Linked DNA regions of Mus musculus: regions 2, 3, 4, 5, 6 and 7 are each linked to region 1. The links are chromatin contacts, called in public Micro-C and promoter capture Hi-C maps. All regions are on one chromosome and are shown on one strand. The core of a region is the stretch at or near the end of the contact, and the rest is flanking DNA. Distances in the headings are between cores, read along the strand shown. Region 1 holds the start of Gpi1 (glucose-6-phosphate isomerase 1). Region 2 holds the start of Plekhf1 (pleckstrin homology domain containing, family F (with FYVE domain) member 1). Region 3 holds the start of 1600014C10Rik (RIKEN cDNA 1600014C10 gene). Region 4 holds the start of Uri1 (URI1, prefoldin-like chaperone). Region 5 holds the start of Haus5 (HAUS augmin-like complex, subunit 5). Region 6 holds the start of Tmem147 (transmembrane protein 147). Region 7 holds the start of Usf2 (upstream transcription factor 2).

Region 1 (2,729 bases), core at 99-2,598:
GTTGGATCCTAAAGTGCATATCTTGCCCTTTCTCTCTAGGCGATTATGGATCCCTCACTCATTCCATCCTCTATGTCCGTCTCCTCCTGCTTGACTGAAGCTCCCTCCCTCAGGACCTGCTTTAGCTCACTGAGCTAACTGATCCATTAGGCAGTGTGTCAGATAAAGTCCCTGCTCCATGTGGACTTGTTCAGTGGCTCCTCATCTCTAAACAGAAATCAAAATTCTCACAATGATTTGTAAGCCACTGGGTGAATTCCCTTCTCTAATGTCACCTCTATGACTTCTTCCCCTAATCTGCTCCACTCCAGCCACATGTGTCTTCTGTTTGTGGGACATCTATGGGTGCTGTTTGTGGGACATCTATGGGTGCTCTTGTCTCAGACTTTGCAGTGTCTTTTCCCTTTGACTGAACACTTTCCTTCCAGGTAGCCAACTGGCTCATTTCTTCCCCTTCATGCTTTTACTCAAATATAATAAAGAGTGAATTTTTTTTTCTTAACCATTTAGTTAAAGGAAATGCTTATTTCCAACCTGCCTTTAAATATATATACATATAATTTCATTTTTATTGTGTGGTGGATATTTTATTAATTATGTGTGGGAGTGGACATACAATTTTTATTATGTGTGTGGGGTGGGTATATAATTTTAGCATTAATTATGTGTGGGGTGGGTATGAGCATAAGGATGCAAGTGCCATTGGTATTCCCATTGGTTGCAGCGGGAGTTACAGGCAGTTATGAGTACTGGGAACCCAATTCAGGTCCTCTGCAAGGGAACTATGTGTTCTTAACCACAGTTTCATCTCTGGGGCTTCATCCAGTTTGCCTCTTCTCAGGAGCACTTGCCAGCTCTGAAATCCCATAAATTCTATTTACTTATTTGGCTTACGTACCCACAACACTTGCTTTAGTACCTCTAACCAGGAAGGCATTCCATAAAGTTCTGCTAAATTGGGCTCAGCCGGTAAGAGCACTCAACTACTCTTCCGAAGGTCCTGAGTTCAAATCCCAGCAAACACATCCGTAAGGAGATCCGACTCCTTCTTCTGGAGTGTCTGAAGACAGCTAGAGTGTACTTACATATAGTAAATAAATTCTTTAAAAAAAAAAAGTTCTGCTGAATTGAATACATGAATGAATGAAAGAAGCAAGCGGATCTGGCACGAGAAACTCCGCCTCTGCCCTTCAAGTCACTTCCGAACAGAAGCCAGCCAAGGTTCATCGCAAGTGGCCACACTTGTGTTACAGAGAGGCCAGCAGAGGCCCCCAGATCTACAGCTGCCGGCAAGGTCGCCTAGCGGACGCGGAGGACAGAGGTGGGGCGGGGCCGGAGGCGGGGCGGGGTCGGACGCCTGCGCCATAAAGCCCGCTGCGCGCACTGGTACCGACTTGCCGCGCGCCGCCGCTCCTCTTTCCTTCCTCTTCCGAGCACGTCCTGCTCCGTGTACCTCTCGGGTCCCTCGCCATGGCTGCGCTCACCCGGAACCCGCAGTTCCAGAAGCTCCTGGAGTGGCACCGCGCGAACTCTGCCAACCTCAAGCTGCGCGAACTTTTTGAGGCGGATCCGGAGCGCTTCAACAACTTCAGGTGCACGCACGGGGTCGGGGCTCCCGTGACCCCCCCCCCCCCAGCAGCCCTGCAGGGCCCAGGCCGGGGCCGCACTTTGTCCTTGATGCCTCCTTGGAGTGGGTTTTGGGACCCGCGTGCTAGCCAGAGGGCCGAGGCTGCTTAGTCATTAGGAGGAATCGGCTCCTCCTTGGGGATCCCTTCGCCCCCGCCTCTCAGTCTCAGCCATTTGAGTAGGGATTTCTAACCACCCATGAGGAGGAGCAGCCGCTGCTGGCTCGACAGGCACGAGAGAGCTGTCCCCTCCCACCTGCTCCTAGTGGGCTTTGGTCAGACAGGGTGGGTAAGGCTGAGATTTCCTGGGAGCCACGGTGTAAAAATAGAGCGGCGGAGGCAGGATGCAGAGGCCAGAGAGACTTGTGAGCGACTGCGAAATAGAAGGGAGGGTGGAAGAAATCGTACATGTGATGCATCTTCGTGCCTTGTCACTGATGCCAGGAGGCGAGGGACCTGGGATGACCACCTGTGGTTCCTCACTGGACGTCCCTGATACCTCTCCCTGGGTGTTTCCTTGTAAGTTTGAGATGTGGAGCTTGAAGGGGGAAGTTCTGCCCAGGATCTGTCTACATCTTCTTTCTGTGGCGTGGCTTCCTACACTACTTAACACTGCTACAGGTCAGCCTTTGTGGCCAGGCACTGCCGCTGGGGTGTGACCAGCAGCGTCTCCATCTTTCTGCAGCTTGAACCTCAACACCAACCATGGGCATATTCTGGTGGACTACTCCAAGAACCTTGTGAACAAGGAGGTGATGCAGATGCTGGTGGAGCTGGTAATGTTCTGACTGGGGAGTTGTGATCTCTGGGTTGGGTTGTGGGTGGGGGCTGCGCTTTGTTTTGGGTTCTAGGTCCCGGTGTGGAGTTGGTATCCCAGGGATCTCCAGGCCCCCTGCTGATTGAGCAGACTCTTTGAAGATGCTGGAAAAGGAATCTGTCTATGAAGAACATCTGTCAGCCTCAAGGGGGGGGGGGAGTGGGGGGGGAGGGGGGCTGGACTTGTGATAGGTGATGAGGATGGGGGATGGGATACAAGACCTCAGCAGTGGCTTCTCTCCCTAGGCCAAGTCCAGAGGCGTGGAGGCTGCACGGGACAACATGTTC
Region 2 (2,729 bases), core at 127-2,626, 4.0 Mb before region 1:
ATATAAGCAAACGACCAGACCTCTGCATAAATAAACCAATATTGCCAAATCCTTGATTGACTGACTGAGACAAGGTCTCATTATGTAGCTCAGGCTGCCCTCAAACTCCATCCTCCTGCCTCAGCCTCCTGCGTGCTGAGATCACAGGCATATGACACCCAGATCCCTAAATCTTATGATTAAAGATGAGCTAAAGTCAGGGCTGGAGATATAATATCTCACTGGTGGAGTACTTCTCTAGAACTTGAGATTGTGAGTTTACTGGAGGGGGGGCTAAAAGTCTCTATTTTTATGTGTCTTCTCCCCATCTGAAATATTCACAGCAGTGCATTTTGTAAATGATTAAACAAACTTCAAACCTAAAAGAAATATCAATAAGCGCTGGTGGGGTAAGGATGTGGGGGATGGTAGGGATTAAGGGACAGTTTAGGGAAGGGTCTGCCCCTAACACCATCACCAGAGGGCCACACCATCCCCTTCCAAACCCAGTTTGGTCTTGGCCCAGCGGGTACCAGGCTAACCAGAGCTAGTCCCTCTTCAATGTAACCAGTTTAGCAACACAAACTGACACTATAGACTAATATTAGCCCAGCAGTCTAGAGACAGAGGCAAGGCTTCTATGAGTTCAGGGATAGCCTAGTCTACATATAGAATTTCTGGTCAGCCAGGGGTAACAAGACAATAAAAAATGGATGGAGTTGAGAACTGCTGCTTTGTGGCCAAGGAGACCTCTCTGAGGAGGTGACACTGAAATGACAAAGGAGGGAGAGGGCGAAGGGTGGGAGTGGTTTTTAAGGAACCAGAAGACAGTGGATGAGAATTGCGTGGGGGCAGGTGAGATGGGAAAGCAGCCTTGGAATTGAGTTCTAAGTGACACCAGTAGCCAGGGCGGGGTACCTGTTCGTCTTGGATCTACACGATGAATGCCTGGGGTCCACTAAACTAATTTCCTCCCGTGTACTTTTGACATTTTCCTCTAGGAAAAAAATTATAAAGTTCTGTTGATCGTTAAGAAAACGTGTGTCTCTGTGGCTGAAAAGAGTAACATCATAGTAACAGGGGCACCTGAGGGCCCACCACTCCGTCATGCCTGCTTCCCTCACAGGCTGTTCCTCTGACCAGCGCCGACTCAGTCTTGAGTGTGGCGACCAGCAAAGCTGGGAACCGGACTCCAACCAGGAATCAGCCCATCGTCCCCACGCACAACCGCTGCTGACCCGTTTACGGTCCAGCGGTTTAATTACGCCCGCGCACATTTCTGGAGAACTCGGGCCGGCTCCGCCCCCGCCTGCGTGCCAGGGCTTCGATTGGTCCAGAGTCCCTCGAAGGGGCGTGACCAGAGAATTGGAACCCGGAGGCGTGGGCGGCGCAGGGATTGGCGGGCGCCAGTTCGGGACTGGCTGTGCGGACGCGGAGGTTCCTACGGGAGGTAAGCAGGCTACGGAGGGGGAGAGCGCTCCCCTTCCGCCCTCCACCCTGCCAGGTCTGCAGCTGTGGGTAGAGGTGGCCTCAGGAACCCGCATCTGGGGCTCCACTGGAGCAGAGGCTGCTCGCTGTTTTCTGACTTGGGAAGGGGTTGACAGCTGGGACTCTAGGGCCACTGAGTCCCAGGACTGTGCGCGAGTTGGAGAAGGGTTCTCCGCAGAGTCTCTACCCTCTCCTTATCCCGTGATGTTCCGGGAACCTCGTCTTGGCCAGAGACGTCTTGGGTTGGGAGGGACGGTTCTCAATAGCCTCGGATTTGGGACCCTGAAGAGTTTGAGTTCGCGACTCTTCATATAGGAAGTTATTGGTGTGGGACCGGGCCTGGATTCTCCTAGGGAGTAACTGAAGTACAATAAAGAGGTGTCCCCAGGCCTTAGCAGGAGGGAAACCGGCAGTTCCAAGTCTCAGTGGAATGTGTGCACTCCCCGGAGAGGGCGCAGTCCTTAGAATGTGAACAAAACCGGTATCAGATTCTACCCGGTCAGAGGCTGCAGAGGAGGGGCGATCAGTGCTAGAGTCAAGACCCCTGCGGTTTTTGTAAGCTGAAGTGCTTCATTTGCTGTGCGTCCTGCCCACGTCAGCCCTCAGAGCTGCTCAGAGTGGCTAGGCCAGTTAGTTGTCTGAGCACTGGGACCTGGCCAACCCTGTCCCGCCAAGGAAGGAGGGGTTTGGCATTGTGGCCTGCGGGATGGGACTGACTACCCTGTGTGTTATGCGGTGAAAGACACCAAAGTCAGGCAGTAGGAAAGACTACACACTCTGGATTTTAAGAACTTCTGACCCAGGGCATGTTTTTTTTGTTGTTGTTGTTTGTTTGTTTGTTTGTTTGTTTGTTTTTTGGGGGGGTGGGGGCGTGTTGTTTTGTTTACTAGGGCCAAAAGTTTCAGAAGTTATTGTCTCCTTTTCATCATGTGAATTCCCGGGATAGGACATGGCCACAAACACCAGGTTACCCAAAAGATTTTGCTTTTTTTGAGATAAGGTCTCCTTGTATAGTCCAGATTGACCTACAACTCTCTACCTTCCTATCTAATCTTACCAGATGCTAGATTATAGGAATGCCCTCTGGGCCAAAGTTTTTCTACCTTGGCTCAGAGTTTATCTGGAAGCTGGGCCCACTCCTGAGGTTCTTGGGTGGTGACTGTGAAGTGGCTCATGGGCACGGAGTTACAGCCATGCTTTGTGCTTAATTAACATTGTGTCTAGCAAACAGTGGGTGCTAAGAAAGTAGCACCTAAGGGTTT
Region 3 (2,729 bases), core at 114-2,613, 4.0 Mb before region 1:
ACGCCCCATTCTCCTCTTTCCAGGGGCCACCTCTGTCTGTCTGCGAGGAAGAGATGGGGGGCGCAGAAGACAGGACCTTCCCACGGGAGCAGAACGACTTCAATAATGCTGTCCTCAAAACAGGTCCTGTTCACCGGAAGTCCATCTGCCAGCCATAGGGAAGACAAAAGCTAACTGGGAGCCCTGATGTCCTATAGTCACCCAGACTGGAGGGAAGATGACAGCAGGGCTCCCATACACAGAGGAGGTGAAAAACTCAAACCTTTGGACAGCAGCCTGACCTGAGTCCAATCAAGTTGTGAGGAACAGAGGAGGAGGCCTCAGAGTAACAGGGGGCTCCATGTTCTTTATAGCAATCTTAGACGAAGCTGGGATTCAAATCCCCAGAGTAGAGGGAGGAAATGTGTCAGGGGTAGGGGGTGGGTAAGGGGAGGCTGCAGGGAGAAACAAACAGAAACTGAGTGGAAAACAGGTCTTTGGCCAAATAGCAATATTTGCTCCCCTGTCTGGAATTCCCCAGTTGTACTCTGTCCTCTGTGAAGTTCATCACCCTGTTCTTCCAGCCTACTAAGTTGTTTACTTACTTGATTGTTGGTATTTAAAAATAAGAAGATATCGAGGGTGTGCTGGCTCCCTCCCATAACCCCAGCATGGGGGAGGCTATGGTAGGACTCCCAGATCAAGACCAGTGAAGGTTACATAGTGAGACCCAGTCTCAAACTAACAGCAATAATACAATCTTACATATATCTTAGATCTTCCTAATTTCTCTTGAAAGATCAGAAGTGGTCAGTGGTAGGTTCGCTACATAGCTCGCAGAGTTAACTGACACCCATCACTCAGCAGCACCGTGCCCTCTGCACCCGGCCATGCATGCACCTTATCTACTTAGTCATAGAAGAACGTTTTTCAACAACAGCTCCAATTAATCTGGCCCTTTGATCCCCTGACATTCATTCCTGGCCATCCCTAAGCTAGAGCCCAGATTTCCTCCCTCTCTGGGCCAAGCACAGCAGTCCGCTAGGCAGAAGGCATAAACTGTGGGAAGACACCGCACCGCGCACGCGCACTCCCAAGCATCCAGGTTGCGGCTGGAAGCGCACGGAGCTGCTGACTACTCCAACCTCGGCGCTGCAGCTTAGGCCTTCAGTGTCTCAGGTCCTTTGCATTGAGATGAACAGCTCTAGCACTGGGCCTGACACCGTAGGGTCCCCGACCGGCTTCGCAGACCCCGGCTTCCCCGCGCGCACCTTTACCGAGCTGGAGTCTGGGACCGCCAAGGCACTGAGGCCGGCTCTGCTCTGCCAGCTCCAGAGAGGCGTTCACAGGCCACCGCCACCCTGGCTCCGCCCTCCCACCTTCCGGCTCCGCCGGCCTTCCGGGTCGCCGAGCTCTGGGTCCCCATGAGTCTGGGTCCTCAAGATGGGACAGGCCTGGGGAAAGATCTTGATGGCGGGGCGAGGCGTCCCTTCCGCGCCCCAGCGTCTGATTGACTGACACCAAGACCCAGGCTAGGAAGCTCTGTGCCTGCGGAAATGGGGAGCATCTGGGAGGGGACTCTGTGTCGCGAGGACCCGCTGCCCCCACTTCCTCTCCGCCTGGCCACCCCACTCAGTGCCCAACCTCACGTTTAGGATCTGGGACGGTTCCTGGAAGGTTCTCCTCGATCGCCCTTTGCGCTGGCTGGGTCTGTGACTTGCCGGACCCTTTCTCCCACAGGGTCCTGGACCTGGGAGATGATAGAGGGGCTTGGCTGTCAGGAGCGACTGCTGGTTAATTAACGCTGGGGCCTGCGTGGGACGCGCAGGGGCTGGTATAGCTTTCAGACCTCCTAAGACCAGAACAGAGCCCACTCCACTTGCAGGGCAAAGGGAGCCACTCAGAAAGAGAGCAGAGTAACAGAAAAATCCAGAGAGGCCTAGGGAGCAGTCCCCGCCCCCTGGTCCCAAGGACTCTAGGGCTGGCCTGAAAATATGCCAAATCTGGTATCTCTCCCAATACTGAACTTTAACCCTGAGCAAAGTCTTGAGTACGCACGGTTGTCAGTGACAAACTAGATACAGAGGGACTGGGCTAGCCAATGCCACCCAAATAGAGAGTGTGGCGAGCGAACTCCAGTCTAGGTCCAAGTGGCCCCTAGCGCGATCTGCCAGGTGGGGGTGGAGAGCTGCTGCGGGCATACAGATGATCTGTGCAGGGCCATATTATTTCTTCTTTTCTGTCTTCTTAGAAGGCCTCGAACCCCTTTTAACATCAAGATTCTCCTGGCTGGAGTGGAAAAGTCTGTGCGTTTTCGAGTAGGAGCTTTTGCCCGAGTTTGGGTGACTTTCAAGAGCCAAAGTTAACTGAGGCTAAGAATAGATTAGCTCCTTGCTCTCTGTGGAGCTATGAGGTGAGGCGCTTCAATGTCCCCCGCGGGCAGCGCCCTCTGGTGGCAAGGTCGAGAACCGGACTCGCTTGTTTTCTCCTTTGCCTAAATATCAGAAGTATGTAGCAATGATGGGAACAGGAAAGTTCAGTGGAGAATAGAGACTAGGCTATAAGACATCCACACCGACGATGAATAAAGCCCTAAAATTATCACCCTGACACCTAGAAGTGTTCCTAGACAGCCAGTAGCGGCTGAGGCCGTCTGTGAAAGAGGTGCACAGTAGGTGTGTGTACATCCACAATCCTGTTACTCAGATAGAGCTCCTTCTGAGGCAGAAAGCTCAACAATTTGAGGCTAG
Region 4 (2,729 bases), core at 132-2,631, 3.8 Mb before region 1:
TTCTAAACGACATACTAAATTCCCCACCCCCTCACTTTTCAAGACAGGGTTTTTTTGTGTAGCCTTGGATGTCCTGGAACTCACTCTGTAGACCAGGCTGGCCTCAAACTCAGAGATCTGCCTGCCTCTGCCTTCCAGATTCTGGGATTAAAGGTGTGAGCCACCACTGCCTGGTACATCCTAATTTTTAAGTATCCTTCCAAATTAGTACTACCTGTTAGGGACCAAGTATTGAAACACATGGGGTCAGTTCATATTCAAAGCCCAGCACTAGAGAAGTAGCTTCTGCGGTGCCCTAGGAGTCAGGGATGCTGCTATTGGCGGGAGGCAAGATGAGTGCTCAGAGTTTGACTGTGTTTCAGAGGTTGCTGCATCTGCAGGGAGAGAAATTCATATTTACCATCTTCCCCAATCGTCCCTGCTTTTTCTTTCTTGATGCAAGTGATCAAAGGATGGATGTGGACTTGGGAGCTGGAACAGAAGTGGAAGATAGGGGCAAACAGACCCACAGAGGGCCAGAATTCTGCAGGTGCCTGCCAGCCTGTTCCTATACACACAATACTGAGGTAATAGGATCTATGCCTATTGTCCGGGCTTGGGATAGAGTTAGGACAAGGCCACAAGGTAGACTAGAGGACTGCCACAAACAGAGGCTGCACAAAGGGCTAGGGGGAGGAAGTGAGTCCAAGAGATTTATTCAGCTCAGGCTGGCCTGGAACTTGCTATGTGGACCAGGCTGGCTTCAAACTCACAGATACCCTCCTGCCTCTGCCTTCAAACTGTTGGGGATTAAAGGTGTGCTCCCTGCTCCAGCTTCCAATTTTTAAAATACTGAGTGGAACAGGGATGGGGATTTAGCTCAGTTGGTAGAGTGCTTGTCTAGCAAGTCCAAAGCCATGCATTTGGTCCCCACTGTTAAACAAAACACCAGAATTATAAAATACATGGGATAGGGCAGCAGCTGTTGTTGAAAAATGTGCTACACAGTGCATACGTAGTAACATAGTAATATTAATACTGCAGCTTAATATATGTAAGGAAAATTGTAATGTGTACAGTAATTAATACATACGCAAAAATATAGTTGTATATTGTGCATTTTAGCTCATTAAACCACATTAGTTCATTAAAAGGCATGGGAAACAGCTGAATTTGATAAAATTAAATGAGCTTATGAAACAGTCTCAGTGCTCATATTAAGTTCCTACCACCACAGGCAGCGCCAAGCGAATTGGGACCCACTATCCCGCCGCCTCTCATCCTGTGCAGGGGTCCTGAGCGGCTCAGCCTCCACCCCACCCGGAGGCCCTGTCCCCGCCATAGCCCCGCCCCCTAGGGCGGAGCTTGAGAGCTTCCCGGCGTGCTGCGCGGGCGGGGCGAGGGGCGGGGCGTGCGCGGAGGCGCGGCAGTCGCGGGACGCTAAGCTGGGCCCGGTTGCGGGAGAAGAGCGTGGCGCGCCTGGTGTAGGGCCTGCTGCTCCGAGGCGGCGGCGGCGGCGGCGGCGGCGGTATGCGCGTGTGAGATGCGGCCGCGGGTAGCCCGGACGCGAGCGGCGGCCCCCGGGGCAGCGGCGAAAGTGAGCGCGGCCTCTTCAGAGAGAGGCGTGCAGTGCATGAGGGCGAGCGCGCGGGCGCTGGGCATCCGCCGGCCACGCCGTCTCCATAAACACTTGTTTAGGACTTGTTCGCCTCGCTGAGGCTGCGGCGCCGGGCATGGAGCCCCCGTCCGAACCCGAGCCCGAGCCCCAGCCCCTTGCAGAGGCCTCAGCCGCCGCTCCGCTGCGCGCACCAGAGGTGGCGCGGCTTCGCGAGGAGCAGGAAAAGGTAACAGGCCGCGCTTGGTTCCGGCCCTGGCCGGCTTCCGCATGTGGCCGCGACACTCTGAGCAACCTCTAATGCGGCCAGCCCTCTGCGTGAAACCGAGATCCCCACGCGCGAGCTGCGCAGCCTCGGGCCGCGGGGACCACGGGAGAAACTTTTGTCACGTGCATTTGTTGTCTTTTGTCGGTGGCCCTTTGACCTTCCCCGGAAGGGATGCGGGGATGTGGGGAATACAGAGGATGCAGGGGATAGGATAATCGGTTGACCCTGAACTGAGAGAGCAATTGTTGGGACTAAATAAAAATACGTGTTTTTTTTTTTTTCCTTTTTGGTTCGGGGATTACACTGTGAACAGAAGTGGTCACTCTTTTTACCCCTTAGCTATTTATTATCTAAACGTTGGTACAATGCGCGCGTGCGCACACACACACACACACACACACACACACACACACACACACACACGAGATATCCTTATTTGATTGAGCGTCCAAGTTTGACTACGTTGGTGATGATGCACTTCCTGTGCAATCCAGCTCTTAGGTTTAGTAGTCGACAAGAGAGAAGGCCTTTGTTAAATTTTAACTTCAAGCCTTTATTAAACAAGGCTTTCCCCACTTTTTTTTTTTTTTTTTGATCTACCAGAGGAGAGGAGAATGCTTAGAATCTCCGAATGGGAATTATTATATATTTTTTTTTATAAGGAAATGTTATGTAGTTAAGAACTACAGCTCGATTGTTAAATGTGAAATTGTCCTGTGGATTCTGTAGGTTTTCAAGTTGATTCTCCTGACGTGCCTTGAAATTCTTTGAAAAGCGACATTTAATTTGCTTAAACGTCACATGTCCTGTTGCCAGAGTGAGGTATTAATAAAGGTTTAGGAAGTTGCATAAACATTTGAGAAGCTC
Region 5 (2,729 bases), core at 153-2,652, 3.6 Mb after region 1:
GTGTGTCTGAAGACAGCTACAGTGTACTTACATATAATAATAAATAAATCTTTTTTAAAAATTAAATTCCTGCATTCCAGGAAGTTATCTGGTTCCTGAGCAGGTGGAGCTTGCAGATTAATTTGGGGAATTACCGTACTGCATGCAGGCAAAAAAACATATACTCACAAAATAAGATCTAACATATCTTAAAATATATAGAAAAGTTAGCTAAATTAAAAATTAATAAAATGAGCATTAAGTCCATTGTCTCTCATTTGTTTCTCATTGAATGAAAATCAGGACAATGTTGCGGTAATTTCTCACCCCAATAAGCCCGTATAAAAAACACACAACTCAGTTATAGTTATAAGCTATATGCCTAGATTGGGCAGATCTATCACTGTACTAATCTAGTTGCCAACTATGAGACTTCTTGCTACTTGCGGCTTCTCCAGGCCATGTCTCTCTCCTCCCTCTCTGAGACTGGGAAGAAGGCCCAGTGAGATCACCTGAGTATGCGCTCTGCTCATTGTAGAGGACAGCTCCTCTTGATGAAGCAGAATAAACATCAAAATACAAATGGCGCCAGGGCAACCCACAACAGGACAAGAATGCTCCTAAGTATGGGTGAGAAGGATTTTACTGTAGACATGAAGAAGAGTACAGCCAGAGGCATCTGGAAGAGTTCAGACTGAATATAACCAGCAAAATAGATGGGGCCACGAGAGGAGAGGTGGGGAGTGGGGCGGGGGCGAGCTAAGAAGAGAAGACTTGGAGAGAGGGTTCCAAGAGGACCCCGAGGGTGCTTGGGAATAAAGAGGGGAGTGGCCAAAATGGCTGAGTTATGAGAATCTGAAGTGGGCAAAGCTCGGGGGCTAGAGAGATTCGGTGTAGGGGCGGGGTATGCCAGGCAGGCAGGATGACTCTGTAAGAGGTTGTTGTGAGAAGGGCCTGAAGGAACCTAGAAGCTAGCATAGACCTCGATATGCCAATAGACGCCACCAAAGGCATAGATTAATGGAAGAGTTCTATGTCCCTTCTGCCAAAGACGAGGAGAATGACCACTTTTAGCAAGTAAAAACGATTTTCTTAAGTCCCTGAGAGAATGATGGGTTTTGTCTAAAAGCCCGAGTTTGGGAAAAGGAAATTTCTTGCACGTTCCCACCCGCCGCCCCCTTTTTTTCCCCAGGTAGAGTGAAGCTTTTAGAACCTTCTGCCTCTTACAGTGAGTGAAAGAACAAAGGTGGATAAGCGGGTGTCTGAATTTCACCCCATCCTTTTCATTTTCATTTACTAACCTACATACACTAGAGCGCCAAGAGCCGCTACGGGTAGCGGCCCGGTACAGAGAGACCCGTCAGCCGGGACCTGCTGTCTGCTTGGCAACCGGTGACATCTCAGCGTCGCGCTCCTGACGTCATAGATGGGCGCCATACTTAAAGAGAGTGCGGGAAGCTGCGACTGCAGCTGAGCTCTGTGACAGCCATGGAACTAACGCAGAAAGAGCGGGAACTGAGTCGCTGGGCTGCTGAAGAGATGGAGGTGCCCCTAGCAGCTCGCCCCCGGGAGTCGACGCTGCGTAGGTGAGGCTGCTTCTGGAGTAAGGTCTCCCCATCCTGGAATTAGCCTCGAGGAGTAAGATCACCGCCCTGTTAGACCCCCGGGGCCCAGGTGTAGAGAACGCGACCCCCAGAAACACAGCTTGATCATAGACGCTGTAATAACAAGAGGTTTTTAATCCGACGCACATGAGGTTGCTCAGCCTCGCAGGGAGAGTCAACCCCGATTGTCTAAATACAGCTAATTTATACTTTTTGTGAAAGGGCTCACACAGCTATTTTATTATTGGCTAATAAAGCAACAGTATAATTTTAATTTGGCAGAAAACTTTGTCAGCAATCAGCAAGGTCAAAGCAGCTTGTAGTTTTCCTCAGAATTCAGGCTGAGGAGGGCTAGGGAGGTTTTCTCAAGGATGGTCATTTCTGGCAGCTGTGGTCTTTATGACCACTAGTCTGTCCCTGCAGATAGGGAAGGGGCCGGGTGGTCTTGAATTTGTTTACACTGGCAGGGAAAGAGAAGAATCTTTCTTTCTTTCTTTTTTTTTTTTTTTTTTTTTTTTTTTTTTGAGTTTCTCAAGACAGGGTTTCTCTGTGTATCCCTGGCTGTCCTGGAACTCACTCTGTAGATCAGGCTGGCCTAGAACTCAGAAATCCACCTGCTTCTGCCTCCCAAGTGCTGGGATTAAAGACATGCGCCACCACTGCCTGGAGAAAGGGAAGATTCTTTAAGCAGCAGGAGACAGCTGAAGATAGAGAGTGGCTGCTGCAGACAGCTTGCAGCAGGAGACAGAGATAGGGGAAGCAAGCTCTGCAAATAACTTTGGTATACATTAATTAAGCTAAAAACTAAGCCGGGCGTGGTGACGCACCCCTTTAATCCTAGCACTTGATAGGCAGAGGCAGGTGAATTTCTGAGTTCGGCTACACAGAGAAACCCTGTCTTGAAAAGACAAAAACAAAACAAAACAAAATATTAAGCTAAAAACTATATTTCTTCCCAGCACTCGGGAGGCAGAGGCAGGCGGATTTCTGAGTTCGAGGCCAGCCTGGTCTACAAAGTGAGTTCCAGGACAGCCAGGGCTATACAGAGAAACCCTGTCTCAAAAAACCAAAAAAACAAAACAAAACTATTATTTCTTTATCCCTCATCGAGAATGAGACAGATCTGCAGAATAAGGGGGTTCCTAC
Region 6 (2,729 bases), core at 132-2,631, 3.5 Mb after region 1:
TAGGGTATTGTGATCTGTATCCTCTTCCCCCGTGTGGGTACATGCAGATGCACGGGGCACATGTACCGGTACACCAGGTACAGGTGATAAACATGTCTTCCTCCATTGCACTCCACTTGTTACCGAGGCAAGATGTAAGGTAGCTTGACAACTAACTAATCTAGCTAGTCATCTTGTTCCAAGGAGCCTCAGTCTGGAGCTGGACTGCTGGGCCTATAAGTGTCCATCAACCGCCCAGCCTCTATATGGATTCTGCGGATCCAAACACAGAAAGCTCACGCTTATGTGACAAGCACTTTTATCCACTGAGCTCCCCTGCTGTGTCCCTGAGACAAAGGTTCCACCTGCCTTGATCACATTCTGTCACCAACACAAAAGGTCTCTGTCCAGTATACCAGATGAGTGACTGACAATGTGGTTTGAGAGTCTGGGTTCCTGGAGATCTTTGCTCGACTACATTTATCTTTGAAATTGTCACGCAGGTGGTCTCCACGGACTTTAACGGCAATCCCCATTCTTCCATCTTTGATGCTAAGGCTGGAATTGCCCTCAATGACAACTTCGTGAAGCTTGTTGCCTGGTAAAGGGGAAAGATGCCAGAGGATAGTGGGGGAGGCTGACAAGAGGGCGAGCGCGCGAGTGCGTACACGTACACACACACACACACACACACACACACACACACACACACACACACACGCCTGGTAAAGGGGAAAGATGCCAGAGGATAGTGGGGGAGGCTGACAAGAGGGCGAGCGCGCGAGTGCGTACACGTACACACACACACACACACACACACACACACACACACACACACACACACACACACACGCCTGGTAAAGGGGATAGATGCCAGAGGATAGTGGGGGAGGCTGACAAGAGGGCGAGCGCGCGAGTGCGTACACGTATACACACACACACACACACACTGACGCCTCCTTCCTCGCCTCCTCAGGTACGACAACGAATATGGCTACAGTAACCGAGTGGTCGACCTCCTCCGCTACATGTTTAGCCGAGAGAAGTAACACAAAAGGCCCCTCCTTGCTCCCCTGCGCACCTCGCGTTCCTGACTTCGGCTTCCACTCAAAGGCGCCGCCACCGGGTCAACAATGAAATAAAAACGAGAATGCGCACAGCTTTGCCCTCTTGTCTCTGCGCCGATCACCTTGCGTTCAGGGCGGGGTTCAAAGTTCTCGGATGAGCGAGAAGAGGTGGCGCTTGGCTCCGAGCCGAGTGGGAGAGGGAAAGCGCTGTCTGAACACAAGGTCTTCAACGGTGTAAGCAAGGCTCTGGAAGTCCCTGCAACACAGCCGGAGCTGGGCGCTCTGACGTCACTGCACGCGACGTACCAGGCCGGACTACAGTTCCCATAAGGCCGCGCGCGGGCCACGGCAAAGCAGGTGGGCGCCAGGCCCCGGTGCCGGCGAGGCCGACTAGAGGAGACGCTGCGCCTGGCGAGTCCCGCATTTGCGGGACCGGGCGGCTGGCGTCATGACCCTGTTCCACTTCGGGAACTGCTTCGCCCTCGCCTACTTTCCCTATTTCATCACGTACAAATGCAGCGGCCTGTGAGTGCAGGGCGGGCGCGGGGTGGAGAGGGTGCGGGACCCGGGCCGACCCCTCACCGCCGGCTTCTTCAGGTCTGAATACAACGCCTTCTGGAAATGCGTCCAGGCCGGGGTCACCTACCTCTTTGTGCAGCTATGCAAGGTGAGGGACTCCCGGACTCCACGTGTCTGGCCTCCAGGCATTCCAGATCTCAGGGGCCTGACTCTGCAGCTGTCACCTTCCATAGGACCACCCTCGAGACAACGCTTAGGGACTATGCCCGAATACCTTAGAAGGGATGCAAGGCCAGAAAGGCCCTGATGCAACTTTTTCTTACAACTGTTGTAAAATGAGAAAACCTCTTAGTGCGATATTTCACCCACAGGGTGTCGCAGGGTGCTGCCTAGGCATTTTTAGACATCAGATTCCCCCGTGAACTTCTAGACTTTTAGAAACCAGGCCACTTGCCCTCTATCTCCCAAGATCACGTGATCTTGCCACTTACACCTAGAATGACCCCTAGAACCCAGCGTCATATCCTCTACTTGCACACTTACTTTCCACAGTATCCACATAGTTTTTTGTTTGTTTGTTTCGGTTTTTAATCTCCCTCACCTTCCAGTGACCTTTCTACTTTCTGATCTCAGATGTTGTTCTTGGCCACTTTCTTCCCCACCTGGGAAGGTGGCATCTATGACTTCATTGGGGTAAGTTGAACAAGGGAAGGGCAAGGAAGAGTGCAGGAGTCGGTTCACCTGGTCCCCGTGTTTACTCGAGCCTCTACCTGACCCACAGGAATTCATGAAGGCCAGTGTGGATGTGGCAGACCTGATAGGCCTAAACCTTGTCATGTCTCGGAATGCAGGCAAGGGGGAGTACAAGATTATGGTTGCTGCCCTGGGCTGGGCCACTGCTGAACTCATTATGTCCCGGTGTGTGGAGCAAACTGGAGCCCAGACTTCCGGGAATGGACAGCTGGGTCCCACAGGGGTGCTGAGGGGAGGTGATCAGAGGCTGGGTGCTGGGGGTGGGGGAGTCTGGGTACTAGAGACTGCCTCCTTTTGCCTTCCTCAGATGCATCCCCCTCTGGGTGGGAGCCCGAGGCATTGAATTTGACTGGAAATATATCCAGATGAGCATTGACTCCAACATCAGTCTGGTATGCAGTCTAGCCCTAG
Region 7 (2,729 bases), core at 95-2,594, 3.3 Mb after region 1:
GACTCTTAGAAGAGGCTTTAAAGAAAAAAGGGGCTGGGGAGAGAAGACGCGTTTACAGGGAGGAAGAAGAAGAAGAAGAGGAGGGCCACTATCCCCCAGCACCTCCGCCTTACTCTGAGACTGACTCGCAGGCCTCGAGGGAGCGGAGGATGAAAAAGGTGAGCCTAGACCCTTTGACTTCAGATCTTCAGGACGCCTCTTCCTCCAGCCCGTACAATTAACACTTTTTCTTTTCTCCTTTGCAGAATTTGGCCCTGAGTCGGGAAAGTTTAGTCGTCTGATCCCACGTTTTGTTATGTAGCTTTTATACTTTTTTAATTGGAATATTGATGAAACTCTTCACCAAGCCTAATAAAATTCCTGATCACAAGATCTAAGCCTCTTGTTTTGCTGCACGAGTTGAGAGGAGGGGGACCAGCAAAAGAAGCGGCCAGACAGGCCTTTAGCCTTCTTCATAGCCAGCCGCCTAGAGTACGTGCCCCTTGCCGCCTCCGCCCTGCCCCGCCCCGACGTGCGCATGCGCCTTCGGGAGCGCGCGAGCGCGCAACCCGGCTCCCCAACCTCCGGGCTCCTATACGACCTACTTTTACAGTCTTCAAACCCTGTGCCCCGGCGATCTGAGCCCCGCATCCGTGTTGCCGGCCTTCCAGCCGGGCCTGCGTTCCAACCGGTGGTGGTCCCGTGTAGAGTCCCCGGGCCTATGTGTGTGTACGCGCCCGGCCGTCACCAAAGACAGACAGCGCGCGCGTTCCCTAGGGCCTGCCCTCTCCCGCGCGCGCGCGCGCGCCCGCCCGCCCCGGGATCGCGCCGTCGCCGCCACCGCGCGCGCGCAGCTCCAGTAAAGGAGGAAAAAAAAAAAAAAAAGGAAAAAGAGAAGGGGGGGGGGTGATAGAAAGCGGCGGCAGCTGCAGCCACAATCCGCCGCCGCCGGACCGGGCTAGGCCGGGCGGCGGGCGCGGGAGCTGGCGATCTGGGCAACAGGGCGGCCGCCATCCGGGCAGGGCCCTGTTGAAAAAAAAAAAAAAAAAAAAAGCTCAAGTCGCGGCGGCGGCGGCGGCGAGCGCTCAGGGAAGCAGGCCCCAGGCCGCGTGCGGCGGGCCGGCGGGCGGGGGGCAGCTGAGCTGTGGCCCGGAGCCTCGCACCGCCCGGAGCCGGCGGCGGGCGGAGGCGGCAGGAGGAGGCGGCAGCTGCAGGAGTAGCGGCGGCGGCGGCGGCGGCGGCGGCGGCATCTCCTCCTCACATGACCCCACTGTTTGTCCCCGTGATCAGCGCAAGCGGCTCCCGTGTCTCCTCCGTCCCCTCCTGCCGCGCGGCGTGAGCGCCGGGCTCGGGCCCCCCCGGCCGCCCGCCCCCTCCCCTCCCTCCCCTCCCCTCCCCCCCGCCCCCCCCATGGACATGCTGGACCCGGGTCTGGATCCCGCTTCCTCGGCCACCGCTGCTGCCGCCGCCAGGTAAGCGCGCCGACAGCTCGCGCCCCTCCGCGCGCCCTGGGCCCCGGCCCCTCGAGCCCCGCGCGCAGGGGCCGCCATGATCCCGAGCGGCCTCTGGGCCCGGCTCAAAATGGAGGCCGCGGGGAGGGGATCCGGGCGGCCGGGGCTCGGCAGCGGTGCTGACCCTAGCGGGGGCCGGGCCTGGAGGGCGGGCGGCGGGCCGCTGCGCCCCGGCGAGGGGTGCGGGCCTCGCTGACCCCGGGCCCTGCCCCTGGTGTGCCCCCGCAGCCACGACAAGGGACCCGAGGCCGAGGAGGGCGTTGAGCTGCAGGAAGGTGAGTGTTTGCGGGGGCCACGGGGGCTGCGGCCCGCGCCGGGGTTGCAGGCCGGGGACGCCGGGAGGCCCCGCGCGCCCGCTGAGCGTGCCCCCTGCCCTGCTGCCCCCACAGGCGGGGACGGCCCGGGGGCTGAGGAGCAGACGGCGGTGGCCATCGCCAGTGTCCAGCAGGCGGCGTTCGGCGACCACAATATCCAGTACCAGTTCCGTACAGAGAGTAATGGAGGCCAGGTGAGGCGGCCGTGGGCCGGGAGCCCGGAGGGCCAGCGCCGGGGTGAGCTGAGGAAGGGCAGACGCGTGCGGCGGGACAGGGAGAGGCTCCGACCTGTCCCCCACTCGGGCCCCAGCGTCGGTCTCGTCGCTCTGCCGCCCCCTGCAGGTGACATACCGCGTAGTCCAGGTGACTGATGGTCAGCTGGACGGCCAGGGCGACGCGGCCGGCGCCGTCAGCGTCGTGTCCACCGCTGCCTTCGCGGGGGGGCAGCAGGCTGTGACCCAGGTGGGTGTGGACGGGGCAGCCCAGCGCCCCGGCCCTGCCGCTGCCTCTGTACCCACAGGTCCCGCAGCACCCTTCCCGCTGGTAGGTGGCCCGCGACTTATGGGGAGGGGCTGGGGAGGGGGAAGGCCCAGGGGGTGGGGTGTGTGACACACACATGATGTTCTCTGGGCTGGCCGGCTGTGTAAGGTCTGGTCAGAGTTTTGCACAGGCGTTGGATAGGGTCTTTTGGAGTTACTTTTCATTGCAAAACTGGAAAACTTCTTAGAGGAAAGAGTAGAGCTAATGATGGTTGAATGGTGTCAGAGACGAGATTCTGTACAGAATGGCACACACAGTAGGCTACGCCCTTGCCTCACCGTATAGTAAACAAACACCGATACCAGTAACAAAGATGGCATAGCAGGGGTGGCTAAGGATGGCCTATGTGTACTCCTCCCTAGGCTGTAATTCAAAATCCATTCAG

Evidence for each region. Promoter capture Hi-C pulls out the DNA fragments that hold promoters and counts their contacts. Hi-C and Micro-C count contacts between places; a contact is called where the count stands out from the background.
Region 2: a contact with region 1 is called in a promoter capture Hi-C map of liver, with 2.5 times the contacts expected there. The contact joins the promoter of Plekhf1 here to the promoter of Gpi1 in region 1. A contact is called at or near these places in 5 of 39 promoter capture datasets (cranial neural crest, frontonasal cranial neural crest, liver and 2 more).
Region 3: a contact with region 1 is called in a promoter capture Hi-C map of second pharyngeal arch cranial neural crest. The contact joins the promoter of 1600014C10Rik here to the promoter of Gpi1 in region 1. A contact is called at or near these places in 6 of 39 promoter capture datasets (the HPC-7 cell line, cranial neural crest, frontonasal cranial neural crest and 3 more).
Region 4: a contact with region 1 is called in a promoter capture Hi-C map of pre-B cells. The contact joins the promoter of Uri1 here to the promoter of Gpi1 in region 1. A contact is called at or near these places in 4 of 39 promoter capture datasets (cranial neural crest, frontonasal cranial neural crest, pre-B cells and 1 more).
Region 5: a contact with region 1 is called in a promoter capture Hi-C map of cranial neural crest. The contact joins the promoter of Haus5 here to the promoter of Gpi1 in region 1.
Region 6: a contact with region 1 is called in a promoter capture Hi-C map of pre-B cells. The contact joins the promoter of Tmem147 here to the promoter of Gpi1 in region 1. A contact is called at or near these places in 2 of 39 promoter capture datasets (cranial neural crest and pre-B cells).
Region 7: a Micro-C map of embryonic stem cells shows a contact between it and region 1, with 4 times the contacts expected there. The contact joins the promoter of Usf2 here to the promoter of Gpi1 in region 1. A contact is called at or near these places in 3 of 39 promoter capture datasets (the C10 cell line, cranial neural crest and second pharyngeal arch cranial neural crest) and 1 of 484 Hi-C or Micro-C datasets (embryonic stem cells).

The regions. Positions count from the first base shown.
Region 1 is chr7:34,228,955-34,231,683 of GRCm38.p6, reverse strand. It overlaps Gpi1 (glucose-6-phosphate isomerase 1), which reads left to right and starts at 1,348. Exons shown (of 18, transcript NM_008155.4): 1 at 1,348-1,592; 2 at 2,311-2,401; 3 at 2,688-2,729. The coding sequence starts at 1,471. It overlaps Gm12762 (a long non-coding RNA gene), which reads left to right. Exons shown (of 2, transcript XR_881947.3): 2 at 1-502.
Region 2 is chr7:38,226,641-38,229,369 of GRCm38.p6, reverse strand. It overlaps Plekhf1 (pleckstrin homology domain containing, family F (with FYVE domain) member 1), which reads left to right and starts at 1,376. Exons shown (of 2, transcript NM_024413.2): 1 at 1,376-1,429.
Region 3 is chr7:38,182,421-38,185,149 of GRCm38.p6, reverse strand. It overlaps 1600014C10Rik (RIKEN cDNA 1600014C10 gene), which reads right to left and starts at 1,363. Exons shown (of 4, transcript NM_028166.3): 1 at 1,251-1,363. D530033B14Rik (RIKEN cDNA D530033B14 gene) reads left to right here and starts at 1,368. Exons shown (of 1, transcript NR_165180.1): 1 at 1,368-2,578.
Region 4 is chr7:38,018,204-38,020,932 of GRCm38.p6, reverse strand. Uri1 (URI1, prefoldin-like chaperone) reads left to right here and starts at 1,381. Exons shown (of 11, transcript NM_011274.5): 1 at 1,381-1,823. The coding sequence starts at 1,713.
Region 5 is chr7:30,663,667-30,666,395 of GRCm38.p6, reverse strand. Haus5 (HAUS augmin-like complex, subunit 5) reads left to right here and starts at 1,402. Exons shown (of 19, transcript NM_027999.1): 1 at 1,402-1,565. The coding sequence starts at 1,468.
Region 6 is chr7:30,728,186-30,730,914 of GRCm38.p6, reverse strand. It overlaps Tmem147 (transmembrane protein 147), which reads left to right and starts at 1,381. Exons shown (of 7, transcript NM_027215.2): 1 at 1,381-1,571; 2 at 1,644-1,713; 3 at 2,199-2,258; 4 at 2,347-2,483; 5 at 2,626-2,710. The coding sequence starts at 1,495. It overlaps Gapdhs (glyceraldehyde-3-phosphate dehydrogenase, spermatogenic), which reads left to right. Exons shown (of 11, transcript NM_008085.2): 10 at 483-580; 11 at 956-1,136. The coding sequence ends at 1,028.
Region 7 is chr7:30,955,418-30,958,146 of GRCm38.p6, reverse strand. It overlaps Usf2 (upstream transcription factor 2), which reads left to right and starts at 1,344. Exons shown (of 10, transcript NM_011680.2): 1 at 1,344-1,451; 2 at 1,719-1,765; 3 at 1,880-1,998; 4 at 2,147-2,347; 5 at 2,707-2,729. The coding sequence starts at 1,390. It overlaps Lsr (lipolysis stimulated lipoprotein receptor), which reads left to right. Exons shown (of 10, transcript NM_017405.2): 9 at 1-158; 10 at 246-377. The coding sequence ends at 281.